Regions from separate parts of the Gossypium raimondii genome. Here region 1 is linked to region 2. The links are chromatin contacts, called in public Hi-C maps. All regions are on one chromosome and are shown on one strand. Each heading gives the region's core, a stretch centred on a gene start, on an enhancer-like site or on the middle of the called end of the contact. The rest is flanking DNA. Distances are from core to core; before and after follow the strand shown.

Region 1 (5,850 bases), core at 1,198-3,697, 140 kb after region 2:
TTTTTCGAAAACTTTTACTATTTAAAAAAGTATATAAATCAAAATAAAATGGGGGCCAAATAAAGTCAATAAGGGCAGGGATTACGACAGTAACAAAGGGCTAATACACTGACAGAAAACAGATGATTAAATGAATGTATGAAGGAAAAAGAGGACCAAATATGTCGTTGCCTTCACTCTCTTTCCAATATGGACTGTAGTCTTTTAACTTCAAACAAAATTAACAGAGGTGGGGACATTTCCACCACTTTCCAAGACTAGCATTAATGGGATGCTCTAACCCACTTGTCAGGCAAAGTTTTACAGCGGTAAGTATATTCTTTTTCTCACTCAGGTAACTTTGGTTTGCAGTAAAAAAGGGAGGATGTTTCAATTACTTTCCCATTTGCGACATCTCCATTCTTCTTCTTTCTTTTTGGTTATTCTAAAATTATTTGCTTTTAATGTGGTCTACCAAATTAATGAAACTATATGAAATCTACACGTAGATAAAGAGATTTACGAATACTCGAAGATTTGTTCTCTTACCTTTGAAATCCATTCTTCGTTTCATCACAGGGGAAGTAGACGAATCATCTTTGTAAAAGGACGCGTCGAGTACTGAAACAGGACTCGGCTGCAACTCAGTTTGAGCTGCGTTCATCTTTGCTATGCTGTGAAGCAACTTATCACACCTTTCCAATAAGCTTCTCCCTTCCTTATATTCCTCCACCTTCGATTTCTGTGCATGCCATTCAAATAAATTAAGGTGATTAACTAACCATTTAGTTAAATAATTGAGCAATTTTACCTCAGCATCAGTTTGAGAAGATGAGCTGGAGCTACTTTCAGAAACAGTTGATGTTTCATCCTCCGCTGGGATAAATACTTTCTCAGCCGTTGATTTCCTGTTTCCCGCTGATCTATTCGCCTGATCTAGTTCGGTTCTTCTCACATTAACTCTAGCAGACTGAACCGGAGACATTCTTCTCTGTTCAACATTGCCATTCCCTCTCTGCGTTTCAATCCTCAAAGGCCTTCTGCTTGGACTCCTGATGCCACTTATTCTGCTTTGGTTCCGTAAGTTCCTTCCAGTATCCGGTGGATCACGTCTTGGACTCGGCGGCGGCGGCTCCAGTTTCGAGTTCCGGCGAGCTCCATTTTTTGATCTGTAAGCCGGAGGAGGTGAATCGTTGCTGCTTCTCCTGATTGGTGATGATCTTTCCGGTCTAATAACAACAATTGGAGATTGTTCATAAACAAAGCTCCTTTTATTCCTTTGGTGTGGAGGTTTCGTAGTATGTAAAAGGCCTTTAAGTTGCAAAGCTTCGAGGATTCGCTTAAGATTCTCGAGATCTTTCGACGGCTCGTCAATTCCTCGGAGCTTAAGCTCTTTCTCAATCTCTCCATTGATGGAAACTGTTTGCTTTGTCTTTGGAAAGAAATCAACTGAATTGTAAAAACGTTTAGTTTGAACCGTTCCTCGAACCGGAGTTTTAACTGGTTCACGTCTCACAGTGCTTGAGCCTTCAGTTCCATTTCTTATTACTTCATCTAGCTCGGCACCATTTTTAGTTACCACATTGCTCGAAATCCCCCCATTTAAATGGATATTAATTCTATCTATAAAACGATACTGAAATAGATCTCTGCCTCTTGCTTCCGACGCGGATCTTCGGAGCTCCGCTCTTTTATTCGGTTCGGGATCTGAATCCGGTAACGGCGCCTCAAGTCCCATGAGCCTTGCGACTACGCTAGGTGAACGTCGTTGTTTGTCGATACCACCCACTCCGTCTTCTTCTCTATTGCTTTCGCATTGGTTGGAAGGTAGAATGGCGGTATTCGTACGGATCTCTCGTGGCTTAAGGCTTCCAGTTGCATTGACCACGGCTCTGCTATCTAGAGAAAGCCTTGGAGCTTCTTTGGAGAATTTCCATGGCGAACTTGCGCCGTCTTCGTTGAATTCGAAAATTGGACGGCCGCGAGGTGACTTGTTCTGGCTCCCCATCGCAATGGAAGGTTCCGGTGACGGCAGCTTCTCTATTATTTTAGATATTGCTAGTGGTGACTCAACGTTCTTCTCTTGCTCCGATGTCATTTCTCTGGACTGAGAAAAAAAACCGTAAAATTACATTTCAGTAGAAGTCCACATGCACATCATAAATGGGGGGAAAAAAAGGAAACCAACCGTCGTGGAAGGGAGGCGCTTAACAGTGTAAAGGCGTTTGCCGGCAAGAATGTGGTGACAATCAAAGATCTGAAAAAAACCAGCCATGCAACCCTTTTGTTTCTCATCTATTTTCTTCTCAACATTTTGCTCTTGCACTATCCCCGCCATCATTCAAAAAAATAAAAAAATCTCCGTTGGAACTCAACAATAATACCTCTTTGAATTACTATGATTCCATTTCTCTCTTCATCTTTTGCAAGTTTCTTGCTGTCACTGTGTGGCTGAGTTTAACCGCAACACAACAGTGCAGCCTTTATATTCGTACTTCAGTCTCCCGCTTTTATGGTCTTTAAAAGGGTGGACCACGTTAAGGAACAAAAAGAGCAGTGGTGTGGGGACACATGGCTTCTCTCGTCACTTGTACGCAACTTGACCTTTACTATAAATTCGATGACGTAAAATTTTTATTTTTCAAATAAAATACAATATTAAATGGGTGTATGATAAGAAAATATAAATATTTAAATCTTTGTTTTTGAATGTACAAACTATTTAATCTAAAACTTATAAACCAAGAAAACAAAAATATAAAAAGTTTGTTGGCACTGACACTGGAACCCGCAGCTTGGCCAATGCTTTCTCCTAACATTTGCTCCCTTATTTTTCGTGCCTTTGGACGACTGACCACCCCCTTCATTGCCTCCATTTTATGTCGATTATACGATTTAAAAACGTTAATAACCATAAAATCATTATTTCCCTTTGAAGGCGCATATGAATCATTTAAAAGCAAGATGAATATGGAAGCCATTAACGTGAATCACGAGAACGTACATTGTAATGACACCTGTAATGTGCACATTTAACTTACCATGTAGATAAAAAAAATATTTATGTGCTATATTTGTTAAAAATTAAAAGTGCAGTCCGTGAGTAGTGGGAAACCAAAAATAAATAAATGTCCAGTTTTCCAGTTTTCAGAATCCAAGCATAACCTTGAGTAGACCAAAAATAAATAAAGATTAAAGAATAAAACATTCGCCACTAGCCACTAGCCACCACCAGCCGGCTTGCCACAATGGGTGGCCGAGCTGATCCAAAACTTCCAGTATAAGTGGCTGCAGCACTACTAGACGTACAAGAAGTTGGCAGTTTGCAGTTGAGGTATATGGACTTTAATGACCTGGCACGTGGCGAACGTATGAACTGATTGGTTGCACCTTGTTAGAGGATGGATACAGTTACTACAGTTCCAAAAGGAATCAAAGTGGATGGCCAGCTGCCACCTTTGAAAATGAAGGGCGTTAAGGAATCTGTTTCCTCCATTGGTTGTTGCACTTGCACCCTTTATTTTATGCCACTTAAAGATTCCTTTTCTTTTTTTTTTTTTTTAAAGAAGAAAATTTAAGAACTTACTTTAAACTTAAGATTCTATCTTATCGAATTTGAGTTTTAACAGTAACGAAATCATTAATGCCTCAATCAACAACTAGTTGATTTTCATGAAATTTTATTACTACCTTACGTGTTTTTTTCTTTAAATAAAGTTTAGTAAAGAAATTTTTAAAATGTCATCTATTTCGTAATCGATTGAATTTTCAATAATGAAAGGTCTTGTTCTTATGTAGAGATTTTATCCCCCACTTCCGTCAAGAGCTATAAACGGTTTGGGGAGAGAGACACCTCCTTTGATAGTGATACAAGAATACGACCTACAAAATTGAAGGGAGAGATATTAATATACTTGAATTAGGTGACCTCTGAAATATTTCTTTAGGTTTTATAAGTGATATGTTTATGTAAGAAAAATAAAAAGATATTACTCAAAGGAGAAAGATACATAAGTGAATGAATTGACGCTTTTCTTTGCTTGTGGTAGAATATGTGACAATGTATGTTGGTCTAAATTAATAATAATCTCAATCTCGGAAATGTGAGAAAACGTTAAATACAAAATTAGAAAGAAAATTTCAAGTTTAAGTACGAAATTGGAAAAAAATATCAAGTTTAAATATCAAATATTATATTAAATATTAATTTTGTCATTTCAATCCGGAAAGAGTTTAATTCGATTTAAATAAAAAAATATTTTAAATAATTTTAATATAATCAAGATAATCATTTTTATTTCATTTTCCGAACCGTAACCAATCGATAGACTAAGATAACCAAACCATAAATATTCGACTCGGATGTCAAAATTCCAGACTAATTTTGGACTTTATTTTCACATTATAAGTTTTGTTTTATGGTTGTTGGTCCATATTTGACAGGGTTTTAAAATATTTTTCATAAATATTTAAAAATTAATTTAAGTAAATAAAAATAATGAATAAGTTTTATATTATGTATATGTTATTTTTAACAATGGTAACTCAAAATTATATTATAGACTTATTTTGGTAAAATTATTTAGATAGTAGTTAATTTGAAACGTTGTAGCATATAAATTGTATATAGAGCATGAGTAAATTTTATAAGCTAATTAACCATTGCCAGATTTGAATAACGAATATTCGTAAAATTGTTTTTCAATAATGTTTCGTAAAATCGTTATTGAACTGAAAATGAGGTGCTCTAAGTTTTTTTTTTAACACAATATTTAGAACTATCCATAATCCTTCCCCAACTTATAAATACGAGGACAATACGTTTCAACGTACTCTAACCTATATCCTCTTATATTGACAACAATACCTATACCGATCGAGTTAAGGCCGAACCGACAAATCAAATTTAATGGACTCCTATTTTAGGTTTAAATGCTTTTTATTAATCTTGTTTATGGGCATATCAATAACGAAATCATTTATTTATTTGGATGGAATTTGAATGCTTAGCAAACATCAGGATGTAATGTTTCATTGTTGGGTCAATGCTATCTATTAAAGGCCAGCTTACAAAAAGCAGCCCAACAATAAGCCCTAAGATTGACATTTTAATAAATAGATTTTTTAGTATCCCAAGTCCAAATTAAATTTAGAGGTGGGAAATCTTTGTCTACAATAATAAATTTATTACTAGAATTGAGTTAGCTCCAATTAGATGGAGTTTTTTCTCTCTCTCATAATTTGATTTGATTTTAACTTTTCTAGTTAAATTTGAGTTTTGATTTTGATTTTACAAAATCTGCTTTGTTTTATTGGTTTTGAAGTAAATTTTTTATGTCTTTCTCATAAATACATTTTGAAAATATTTTTTAAGTAAATAAAAGAAAATAAATAACTCTTATATATATATATTTGATAAATCTCAAAACTATATATGAACTTTGATTAAACTTATATTGTTACACATGAATTTTGATTTTGTACAATTTTATACATAAAATTTTCATTGGATTTAATTTTCACAAATCACTAATACAATTATCAATATAGAACCATTTTACGTTTACATGTTGCATACATATAAATAAATTGATGTATATATTTCTTTAAATATATATATATATATAATTGAATCAAAATTAAAGTTTTATGTATACATTTGAACCATGATAAAAGTTTTATTTGAAAATGTTTGTCGATTGGCATAGTTTTGTCTGCTAAAGTAGCACGCCAATTTTGATCTAGGTTTGTTTTAGTTTCGTATTTTGTTTCTTGGGATTGACGATTTGGATTCTACAATTATAATTTCTCTTTTGGAGTTGTTTGGCACGTCAACTATCCCTGATTTAAGGTTTTTGCTTTTTTCTTTTT
Region 2 (5,765 bases), core at 2,293-4,792:
AATATGAAAATCAAACAGTTGAACAGAGTTAATGATACCTTAACTTGGAGCCTCAGGAACTTGACATAATCTACAATTTCATCAAGCATGACTGCCCTATCAGTCTGCAAACAGAAATGTATGTCAGTACAAAATGAAGTTACATGCATCATACATGGTTAAACTTTCTCATGGTTTACACCCCAAGACAGACAAATCTACCATAAAGTCACCCATGTCTCAATGAGACCCCTATAACAATAATCAATTGAGCTTAGCTAGGTTAAACAACAATAGTCTACTATAATCAATAATCAATTGAGCTTAGCTAGGTTAAACAACAATAGTCTACTATAACATTATTAAGTTAATAGCTGAGGATTTAGGACATCAATCCATTCAATATATGCACGCTATTTAACAGACAATAAAGTTAGCTTGGGATTAAGGAAGCATACAAACCCTCAGACAATGATAGTGTAAACTAATTTTTCAGCCTTCACGTTTAAAGGTTAGTCATAAAACTATTGCAACGTTGGACAACAAGATTGTGCAGATCAGCGATTAGGGGCTGATAAGATAAGTGACAAATGGCATAAATAGATCCCTGCTGTCAGTAGGAGCGAGCTCCTTGCAATGCTAGTTTAAAGAATAACCAGTTAATAGTAATATCTGACCATTCCAGAAAAACATACTGGAATATGCAAGTCATTTCACAACTGAACTTACGAAGTGATAAAAAAAGGACTCACCTTGTTGACACTAGGAACAAGTTCCTGCAATGCCCTGATTCTTTCAGTAATTCTCTCCCTGCGCAACTGTAGCAAAGGAGAAAATTGAATGACTCAGAATGTTAACACAGTTGCAACATAGTTCAACAGCTACTCCCTTTATCCTACTCTTCACAACAACAACCAAACTCACCCACCCATCTTCCTTTTCATCTATGTTTTCTCTTTTCCCCTCTTCTCTTTTTTTTGGGATTTACAACTTTTGACTTTTATCTTTATTATCTTCTCTTTTTTCTTTTTGGATTTCTAGCATCTAGCCGAAAAACAATATTTGACGGAAAAAATTAATTGAAACCAGCATTGAGCAACCTCTGCTGTGAAGTGTCCACATTATTATTTGTCATGTTTGACACAGATCCTATACTGTGTTGAGGATTGTGTCATGCCGACACAGATACTCCTCCACTTTTGAAGGGTCCAAGTATCAGAGAGGTGGCAACCAAGTGCAGCTTTATGAGCTGCTAGATCCCCTCCTAAAAGATGATTACATGGGGTCTATATGTTTTCGTATTTCTATATATTCTTGCCTTTTCTAGATATGCACAAGAGGCAGTATAGTATTTTTTAACTTATTATAGTCCATAGCTCTTTTTGAAAGGAAAAAAAAAAAGATTTTTCTCAATTAGATGACGATCTACATTGCACGAACCAGTCACAATCAACTCAGTTTATCAGATTTCTATCTTTTCAAATTTTTCCTTGCTAAGAAACTTACTCATGCCTTTTGACTCTAGACCAGAAACACAAATCTGGATTACTGACATTCAATAAATTAAACCTATTCCCATGTTTGGCATGGTTATTTATAATAAATTAAGGGTACCCGTTCAGCAATGCTGTGAGGATCCGTGGCCTGTCCTCGTCTAGCGCGCACCCTTGGACGCATTGTCGGTGGATGTGGTGCTGCAGAAACAGTTGCTTGCATAGGTTGGCCATGGAAAACCTGGAAAGTTATATAAGTCACATCATCAATGATGCAAATTTATAGATAAGATAGAACTAACATCAATACCATTTTCTTTCCCGCCAACCCATAACAAGGAAAGAACGGTGAATGGAGAAAAATCACTTAGTCCATAATTGTTTCGATTTTATATAAAAGCAAGTTTTTGGAATCAAAGCATACAGCAATGGACAAACAACAGAAATCTTGCCAGATTTGGACTTTTAGAGTCTTAAACTTTTGCAGAACACTTCCCATACAATTTGTTGAATAACCTGACGGCATAAATAACCAAATACAAAAGCAATTACTCAAGTTGATAGAATGTCTTGACCACGGCTGAGACAGTGATACTTTAAAAACTATAGTAAATCAACAAATGAGAACACAGATCCATCTTTCTTCTGTCATAATTTTAACTTTCATACATATTTTATGATAATACCAAGAGAATGTTCTGAAATTTGACATCTTCCACCAATAACTCGACTCATATGATGTTGACAATTTTTGGAAGCTATGAACATGAAACCTACTAGACATTAAACCAGTTTCTCCTGGTAGATGGGGCCATTAAACAAAGACCGGTTTACTTAACTACAAATCAAGGAATCAACTACTAGTAATTTTACAGAAGATTTTATAGATTTTTATTTCACTACTATGACCCTAGCTTTCAAGTTCCAAATACATGCCCTTTAATTCTTGAAAAAAAAATTAACTTGTGAAGCACAACTCTTGTTTAATTTTGGATTCAGGTTTACAGCAAATCAGCAGTTGAATGGTCTTCAATGATTGAATAATCTTACTCTGCCAGTTAGTTTATGACTTAAGCAACTCTAAGACATTGATGTACTGTATCCTTTGTCAAATATCAAAACTTGGCATCCCACAATAGTAACTCCCACCAAACCCTGTCATGTTTTCCCTTGTCTTCTCTGCTATCAGACAGAAACAGGCATGGGATGGTAACATGATAAAAGATCAAACAGACAAATATGCTGTCACCCCAAGTTTGACAATCTAAAACTTAAAATAATCCAAAAAGGACAAATGAACATACTCCATTTACAGAGGAGAAAATTGACAATTATTAAAGATAATTATATTTAGTTATCAGCACCATAAAACCTAGCTTCTAAGTCAAGCTCCTGAAAGGAAATTCATATATAAAAAGGGGGAAAAAACTTTTAGAGGGAAAAAGAATTTTTTAAGTGATAAAGTACTATTTTTCTTACATTTTTTACAGAAGAAGCCCGGTCATCAACGACCCCGTTCCGAAACCGCTTCCCACTACCGGAAGCTTCCTCGGGTTTCAAAAACCCGCCTTGCCCTTGCTCCAAGCTCAAGCCCAAGGGGAAAACCTGCCCATGAAACGCACCGCCTCCACCGCCGCCGATTCCGCCGATATGAGCGGCGCCATCACCGGAGCTGAGCTGCAAAAACATTGGAGCTCCAGCTCCAGGAGCGGTTGCAGCCAATCCAGCGTCGGATCCAGCTAAGCCCGTTTCAGAGGGCGCAAAGTTAGGGAGGCCGAGGATTTGCTCGAGGAAATCATCGGCGGCGGGGGCCTCGTTGGTGTTATTAGCCATGAGAAAGCCGAAAAAAAGATAGCAGCGGAAAGTGAGTCCAAGTAGCGGCGTTAGAGACTAACCAAAGAGCATCTACATGCAAAGGAAATGGTGAAACTGAATTGAACCAAAAAAAATATAATATAAAAGCAAAATAGAAAGTTTGGAGTTTTGGCTTTCCTCTTCCTTTTTTTCTTCAGCTCTGGGAGAGAATCAGAAAAAGACAAATATATACAAAGAAAAAGAGGGAAGGAAAAAGGAGAGTGCTTTTATATTATTTTTCTTTTCCTCTCTTTGAATCGTGGTTAAAAGCATAACGCTTTCTGTAATAGGGCTTCGAGTTTCACCCAAATTACGTGGCAACCCTTTTTCCTCTCTCTGGTAAATCAAAGACTTTAACTGAGATTGGATAGACGTGCGACATATTTAACTTATTTTTTTTGTCTCACGCTATAGTATCGTTATGGTATTTAATTTCACTATCACTGCTGCTTTTACACTAAATACAGGTAAACTATCGCTCATCCAAACTTACCCTACATAACATATCATGATGTCTTGTTTGAATTTTGAATTTTGAATTTTTTTATCATTCTAAGATTTTAAAATAAAAAATGTCTTTAAAATATTTTATATTTTAAATATTAATATAAATAAAATATTAAAAATTAAAACAATTTTATGAACGAAATTCTTGAAAAATAAAAGAAATTTAATTTTAGTTTATTTATCTATTAGCACAATTTTATCCAATGTAGAACTATTTATTGTATCACCAAAAAGGGTGTAGTTTTTGTTTTTTAACTTTAAATAGTATCCATCATGGGATTTAAAATTAGATAAAATTGGTGGTTTTAAAATTAATTCAACAATCGATTTGTAGTATATTTATTGGAATAGAGTGGTTTTGAAGAGAGAGAGAAAACATATCACGCGTTTTCATCCTATGGTCAAATTCTCCAACGATCGAATTTTCAATGTCCATAAAAAAACAGTTAATTTTATTTCTATATAAACCCAAATCTTTGCCTTTTTTCTAGCTAAAACAATTAATAAATTAAACTCTTAAATTACTTTGCATATAAATATTTTAAATACATCATTTAAAAATAATAATTGAAATAATCAATAAAATAATATCTACTTATTTCTTGGATCCTAGATCAGCTTCTAACATATTAAATATCATAAAATCATTCCCTTTAAGATATTATTCTAGAAACTAAAAAAATTAAAGCAAAAATATTATAAACACTAATAAGAATATTAATCATTAAATTTGTATAATTATTATTATTAAAATTATAAAAGAATTTCAATTTAACTAAATTAATTTTAAACCATAATCAGTTTTAAATTATTTAATAAATTTCATTTATTCATTTTTATTACCATTATCAAATTCTCAACAAAATTTTATATATAAATAAAAATAAAAATAAATGTTACATTTAATAATAATATTGTTATTACACTTTGCTTACACTTATAGAACTAAAAAATCATTAATTAAATTCTTGAAAATATTATAATTTTGAAAATAAAATTAACTTTAAATATATAAATGATACTCAATTAGAATATCAAATTCCTTTTGTATGAGTAAATCATATTTTATTAATGAATTTAAATATCTAAAATGTTTGATTTAGTCCAAATAAATTTGGTAATCATTCTTTGATTCATATAAATTATGAATCAAATATTTGAATATTGACCTTATCATGACTCTATATACATTTGTATAAAGAAAAATATATAATCTCTCAATATAAATTAATTTACATTACGGTCTCTTTGCTCTTGCTAAATTTGGGATTCAGTCACTATATTTTAAGTTGACAAAATTTTGTCGCTTTATTTTTATAATATCATTAGTTAGTACAAATAATTAACTATTCGATTAAAATGCTTCATAGATTTTTTTCCTTAAAATCACAAATTCTAACTCATCATGTTGAAATATATAATTTTGTGTTGGAATGGTATTTTAAGTGAAATTCACTTTAGCATTCTAACTGAAGTAGTTCTTGATATTAACTATTTGAACCGACAAATGATATTATAAAAGTAAGATAATTAAGTTATGTCGATTAAAATATAAGGACTAAATCTCAAATTTAAACATGATAGAGGCACAAAACTGAAAGTCGACCATTACCTTATAAAGAGTAAAATTATTCGGCTAGCAAATTAATGACATTATAAAAGTGAAGCGATCAAACTAAATTAAATTAAAGTGTAAGGACTAAATTTTAAATTTTAACATAATAGAACCACCAAAACTGAAAATAAACCATACGTTGAAATGACAAAAACAAGGACAGCTGTCGCTGCCAATAAAATCTAAACAAAAGCATTATATGAATTTGAGATTTCAAAATTCTAGTTTTAACATTTAATTTTATCATTAATTTATATTTAAATTTATTCAGGAGTTAAATTATGTGTCTAAGTTCGAAAGTTATACTAAAATTTGAG

Evidence for each region. Hi-C and Micro-C count contacts between places; a contact is called where the count stands out from the background.
Region 1: a Hi-C map of leaf shows a contact between it and region 2, with 2.1 times the contacts expected there. The contact joins the promoter of LOC105790673 here to the promoter of LOC105790665 in region 2. A contact is called at or near these places in 2 of 2 Hi-C or Micro-C datasets (both in leaf).

What each region holds. Positions count from the first base shown.
Region 1 is chr8:8,651,069-8,656,918 of ASM2569854v1, forward strand. LOC105790673 (protein LONGIFOLIA 1) reads right to left here and starts at 2,448. Exons shown (of 4, transcript XM_012618391.2): 1 at 2,168-2,448; 2 at 791-2,086; 3 at 529-721. The coding sequence starts at 2,320. LOC105790675 (a long non-coding RNA gene) reads left to right here and starts at 5,702. Exons shown (of 4, transcript XR_001132563.2): 1 at 5,702-5,850.
Region 2 is chr8:8,514,424-8,520,188 of ASM2569854v1, forward strand. It overlaps LOC105790665 (transcription factor UNE12), which reads right to left and starts at 3,543. Exons shown (of 6, transcript XM_012618376.2): 1 at 2,952-3,543; 2 at 1,594-1,713; 3 at 732-797; 4 at 39-104. The coding sequence starts at 3,305.